2 separate regions of the Mus musculus genome follow, and region 1 is linked to region 2. The links are chromatin contacts, called in public Hi-C maps. All regions are on one chromosome and are shown on one strand. The core of a region is the stretch at or near the end of the contact, and the rest is flanking DNA. Distances in the headings are between cores, read along the strand shown.

Evidence for each region. A called contact is a pair of places that touch in the nucleus more often than the background predicts.
Region 1: a contact with region 2 is called in a Hi-C map of uterus, with 2.3 times the contacts expected there. The contact joins the enhancer-like site here to the promoter of Tc2n in region 2. A contact is called at or near these places in 1 of 39 promoter capture datasets (liver), 5 of 484 Hi-C or Micro-C datasets (liver, olfactory sensory neurons and uterus), 2 of 115 datasets of contacts at active chromatin or transcription factors (embryonic stem cells and kidney) and 3 of 9 other capture datasets (adipose tissue, liver and pancreatic islet).

The regions. Positions count from the first base shown.
Region 1 is chr12:101,766,093-101,769,062 of GRCm38.p6, reverse strand. It overlaps Fbln5 (fibulin 5), which reads left to right. Exons shown (of 11, transcript NM_011812.4): 6 at 554-670. Among named protein-coding and RNA genes, the nearest start is that of Tc2n, 49 kb to the right of the region's middle. Within about 2 kb of position 1,557, at least 62 of the 459 cell types and tissues checked have an H3K27ac peak or open chromatin away from gene starts, as enhancers often do. A contact at or near this core is called in adipose tissue, liver and uterus, where this site is marked.
Region 2 is chr12:101,717,080-101,719,795 of GRCm38.p6, reverse strand. It overlaps Tc2n (tandem C2 domains, nuclear), which reads left to right and starts at 1,273. Exons shown (of 12, transcript NM_001082976.2): 1 at 1,273-1,394.

The DNA of each region.
Region 1 (2,970 bases), core at 308-2,807, 49 kb before region 2:
CATCACCACATTCATAGATCTTACTGTAGGACTGATTGCCCAGCTCATGCTGATGGCCCAGTATCCTGTTCCTGCCATCTGGACATAGCCATTGTTAATAGAGCTGGCAGACAGTTCATCAGAGCGCTCCTGCTGATTCTTTACATGCTAAGCTAACTTGTTCACGCCCAGGGTACTGGAAGGACTGTAGAGAATCATAGTATTGAACCTTATTATTGCATAAGTCTTAGTTAAGCCTGAATTGGGTAGGTTCTGAGAAGCCATCTTGTGCTTCTCCCTATCAAATATCCCTATCAAAGCAGAAAAAATTTGCCACAAATTTCAGGATAGGTTCAGTTGTTCATGCGACAGAGATTGTTTGGGGAAGTAGAAGGTTACAAGGAAGCTGAGCACTGTGGTCCAGTGGGTTCATCATTCCTGAAATTTACTAGGTTCTGTTGTTTAAGCATCCATCTTCTTTCTGGCCCCATCCTAGAAGAGGAAGACAATGATACTAGGTTGATGGCGGCCTCAAGGAAGAGTCCTGTCTTACCTTGCCTGAATTTGTTTCTAGATATTGATGAATGTCGCTATGGTTACTGCCAGCAGCTCTGTGCAAATGTTCCAGGATCCTATTCCTGTACATGCAACCCTGGTTTCACCCTCAACGACGATGGAAGGTCTTGCCAAGGTATGCCATGTGCACAATAACTTGGACACAGAATGAAACACTAGATACAGTGTCCCAGCAAATGTGGGCTGTTTCCAGATCTCTGGTCTGTATCAGGAGTACCTATTGCTCAGCACAGGCAAGGGAGGGTTACCTTTCATGACCCCCTCAGAAGGCTCCACAAAGCAGATTAAAGCAAAGGTACTTGTTGATTTTCGCACAATCACTTCCAACATGGGTCAGTAAGAAAAGCAATGTTTGTCTGTCATGGTTCCTATTGGAAAGCTGCTGCTCTGGAAGTCAATGAAGGCCTTAAGACCCCAAAACTAATATAAGTCATGACCTGCTCTGAGTTCTACCTCTAGCTCCGGCCTCCAGTCCCGAGCACTGGTCTGGTCTGGATGGAGACTCAGGATGAGGCCTTTATTGCAGTCTGCCACCGGGTTTCACAGGCCCATTTCCTTGTCACACTATTTGAGTGAGTTCTGGCGTGCAGGCCTTTGGCCAGCTACTTAGAGGATATTATGTCTCCATTAGTTTAATCATATCTAAATCACTGGGTAAACAGGAAGGCTTCAGCCTTCCAGGGTTTGATCCTGAATTCTTTATGAGGCTCCTCTAAAGCTGGTCCTGCTAATTGTTCCAAGAAGCCCCTGCCTGGGCTCCTTTTGCAAGGAGTGGTCATTTTTTTTTCCTTTTTTGTCTGAGAGCAGAGCTGGGCAGGAGTTTGAGGAAATAAATAAAACAGGGCCCTTCCTTCCCACTGGAGTAGGGAGCAGGCGTCTGGCTCCCTCGCTGTTGTGATAAGCTGCTTAGGGCTGACGACAAGTTCTTGGGGCCAAGGCTGAGGTTAGAGGTGCCAGCCCAGGTTTTCCCTCAGAGGCTGGCACGGTATACTCGGGCAGCATGGCCACACCTGGGCACTTGGCCACCAGGATATTGCATCAGAAGGGCCCACAGGTCACACAGGCTGTTACAGATCCTGTCAAGCTTTTGCAATCATTCCACCTCACATCTCCTCAAAGGGCTTATGTCCTGCAAACCTCACTGGCCCCATCAATAGTCTTATAGACAGGAGTGTTTGTGGTCATGATCCACAGATAAAGAAACCAACTCTCACAAAGGTGAAGCCACTTGGTCAGAGTCAGGTGGCTTGATTGTGGCAGAGTTGAGAGGAAGGCCAAGGGCTCAGTGAATCAGTTGGGGAACCTTGCCCTCAGGATTCAGGCTGCTGGCCAGTAACCCCCGTGAATCCTCTGCTCTCCACCCCTCTAGCTCTGGCCATAGCTCATGCAACCATGCCTGGCATTTTACACAGTGCTGGAGATCTGAACTCAGTTCCTCATGCTAACACAACAAGCGCTTTTCAGACCGAGCTGTTGCCTCAGGTCCAGGCCCTTGGGATTCAGAAGTAACCACTGGAAAATCTGGCAGAGAGAGGCCGTGAGGGTGCAAGGGGTTTAACCCTTTCTGTTCTATCAAAAGTAGTTTTGAGCGATAGAAGCAGCATTGAGCTCATTTTTCACCAATTGGCAAATGTCTGGCCAGAAACTGAGGACACCAGCCCCAAAGTGCAGCAACATTGGCCTATCTAAACTGGTATGTGGCTTAGTGCACTAGGGACATACTCCTGCCCAGTCCCGCCCCTGTCTGGATGGAGAAATGCCCAGTCTCTCATGAGTGCTGGGTGCGTGGGCACCAGAGCAGCCCGGTATCTCACCAGACCCTTCCTACATGGCTGTTCATTTGTTTGTTTTTCCTCTTAGGGCTCCAGAGTTGGCAGGAAGCAGGCACTTTGTGGGCATGGAATTAGCCTTCCCCTATATGAGGCCCCTCAAAAGCTGCTTACCACAAAGGCCTTTACTTCTGAGAACATTCAAAGCTCTTTTCAGAGCCTTAAGAGGCTTAACTGGACTTGTGAAGTGGAGAAAAAGTCTCTTAACTAGAACTGCCACCAGAGGCATGTGACATGTGGGAGGGGGTACTTGCCAAGGGTCAGTTGATGCCAGCATCAGAAAGATCTCCTTCCCTCTGTCCCCTACCTCAATGAACTATACAAAATGAGTCCTGTGGATTTTGAAGGGATTCCTAACTCATGCTGTAGTTCTCACCAGGCCCTTGTTGGCATGTGAATTGGGGGCAAGTCTCTTAATGTTCAGAAGTATGAAAATAGCTCTGCTGATGTGTAATTGATACACAGTATACCACATGAACCCATCACTGCACTGAGGAGGAGGGATCTGCCATTACTCTTTGTCCTCTTTGTAATCCTTTCCTTTCCCTATGGAACATGAAGAATGGGGGAGGGGCAATGGTCTGAA
Region 2 (2,716 bases), core at 24-2,523:
CTGGAACAAGGCTCCAAGTCCATATGTAGCAGACAGGATGCCTTGTTTGACCTCAGTGTGAGAGGATGCTCCTAATCTGGCAGAGACTTGATGTGCCAGGGTGGTGGGGGAGACTCAAAGGGAGCATCCTCTTAAAGGAGAAAGGAAGGGGAGATGGGGGTAGGGACTCAATGAGGGAGGGATTGGGAAGGGGAGCAGCATTTGGGATGTAAATTAAAAAAAAGGGGTGGGTGATACATGGCCTTGTAGTTGACACAGGCAGTAGAAGACACAAAACAACCATAGTGAAGAGACTTGAACTGAATCTGAAAAATTTTAGTTTATGTTATTAATTTACATGCATGGTGTTTTGCCTTCATGTGTAAGTCTGCTCACAGAGGCCAGAAGAGGGTGCTGGATCCCCTGCAACTGGAGTTATAGATAATTGTGAACTTCGAGTCCCGTCTCCTCCCCCCCCCCCCCGGGGGCGCTGGGAATCAAATCCCAGTTGTCTTTAAGAAAACCACTGAAAGGTCTTTTCAGTTTATAATTAAACGTTTTATAAAGCATTAAAAGTCACAAAAAAACCAACTTCTCTGTTTTGAAAAAAGGGTACAGAGACAGCTCCAGCAAAAAGACTGAGTTTTAGGGGAGCCAAATTCAGAGTTCATCAGGCCAGTAGCTTTCCCTCTTTCCTTCTCCTTTTGTTTCACTCAGCACACTTCAAGTTCTGCCTGGTTGGGTTTGGTCTTTCAGGAGTGAGGATGCCCCAGGTCTTCAAGCTAGGTCCTGCTTAGAAACCAAGACAGCTGGAGCACTATTGTTCTAGGTGCTGAAAGTCCCACTCTGAGGGGCGGAGCGGACGCGAGGAGGGGCGGGGCTGTCCTGGGAGGCGGGAATTCTGAGGTGGTGGGGAAGGGTACCTGTTTGAGTGAGTGAGTGAGTGAGTGAGTGAGTGAGTGAGTGAGTGAGTGAATGAGTGTGTGTGTGTGTGTGTGTGTGTGTGTGTGTGCGCGCTTGCTTGCTTGCTTGCTTGTGTGTTTTCTCCGTAGGGCAGGGAAGCATGAGAGGAGGGGGAGTAGCAACTTAAGAGCGTTGACCCGGCTTCCCCAAGGAGGGCCGGGGCTGTCCTGGAGACCGGTACCTCTGGGGTGGAGGAGGGGCACCTGACGGGGTGAGGGGCGTGGTGAGGTTTTGTTGGTCCTGAGCGAGCCGGGGCCCACAGGGCCGTGAGGGGCGGGGAAAGGGGCGTGGCCGCGTGAGGTGCTGGGAGGAGCTGAGCGCTGCTGTGTCAGTTACAGGTAGGCAGCCGGAGCGGTGGGACTCCTCCTTGGCGGTGGGTGCCGCGAGGGCGCCCGCCCCTCGAGAGCCCTGAGTGAAGGCGCCGGGAGGAGCGCCAGACCGCGGCGACGCAGGTGTGTCTCTCGCTCCGGGCGGGCTTCTGGGGGCTGTGGGGCGCGTGCGAGAGCGGCCTCTGCCCGCGGGCTTCTGGCCGAGGTGCAACGCAGCCGGGTGCTTTCAGTCTCTGAGACTCTTTAGCGTCCGTCCGTCCGTCCAGGCTCGCGGTGGCGTAGGTGCGCCGGCTGTTCCCGAGAGCCCATCGGACGCCTGCGGTGCGGAGGCCGGTTCCCTCCGCGAGGCTGGGCGGGTGGCCTCAGTGAGACGCCGGACCGCGGCCGCCCTGGCGCCGACCCGAGCCTGCCCCTGTCCGCTCGGGTTCGCGAGCCTCAGGTGCGCTCCGGTCTGTGAGAGGCGAGCGAGGCAGCAGCCTCGGGACTTTACCTGCGAAGCTTTGGAGCTGCGAAAGGGTGTCAAGTGCCAGTTTCCCATTTCTTTTTGCACTTCTCAATATGGTTTCTACCTCATATGTGCTTTTTCTTTCTCTCTCACGCTCTACTATGATTTTCCTTCAATATAGGGAGATAGAATAGTTAAGTTGTGGGATAGATACCAAACCAAACATTTGTTTAGAATATTTTAAAGGAAGGATATTTTAAAGGAAGAATATTTTAAAGGAAGAGCATATAGTTTTTGCTTTTGTAATTAAAATATTTTTTGGTAGGCAACCGGTAGAGTTGTATCTTCCCTTTTACCGTAACAGAATCTACAGCAACCCCCATTTTTTCCTACATGTTTAATATTCAACTTGATTAAAACCATTTCTAGAAGGAAGTTAATAGTATTTGGGTCTGAGATTCGAGGGCATTTGTTTTTTTATCATTCCCTTTGTAATTGTTTTTCAGTACAGATTGCTAGTGAACATTTTGCCCTTATAACTAGGAGAGAGTACTTTTTTATCCTTCACAAAAATTTAACTAGGTCTTGAACTTTGGTTCATTTGAATTATAATTATTCACGAATAGAACTTATTGATGAAGAAATTAACTCAGGTTGAGAGAAAACAAGTTAAGGTTCCTTTAGGACATCTGGCAGTGTTGTCTAGCTGGCAGCAAGATTTATCGGTAATAGGTTTTTCTGAAGCTAGACTCAGAAATTGTGTAAGGGTATAAAAGACCGTTTAAGTAGGTACAGAATCAGAAGAGAGAAAGACCACAGAAATTATGAATATTTTAAGTGATGGGTACAGGCAACCAAGGAGACTGAAGAGGCTTTGAGAAAAAAGAGAAATTCTAGAAGACAGTGGAAATAGGAATCAGGAGAGGAGAGTTTTAATGAAGTGTTCAAGTGACATGAGTCAAATGGATTAGGAAATAAAGTACCTATTGACTTTAGTAAC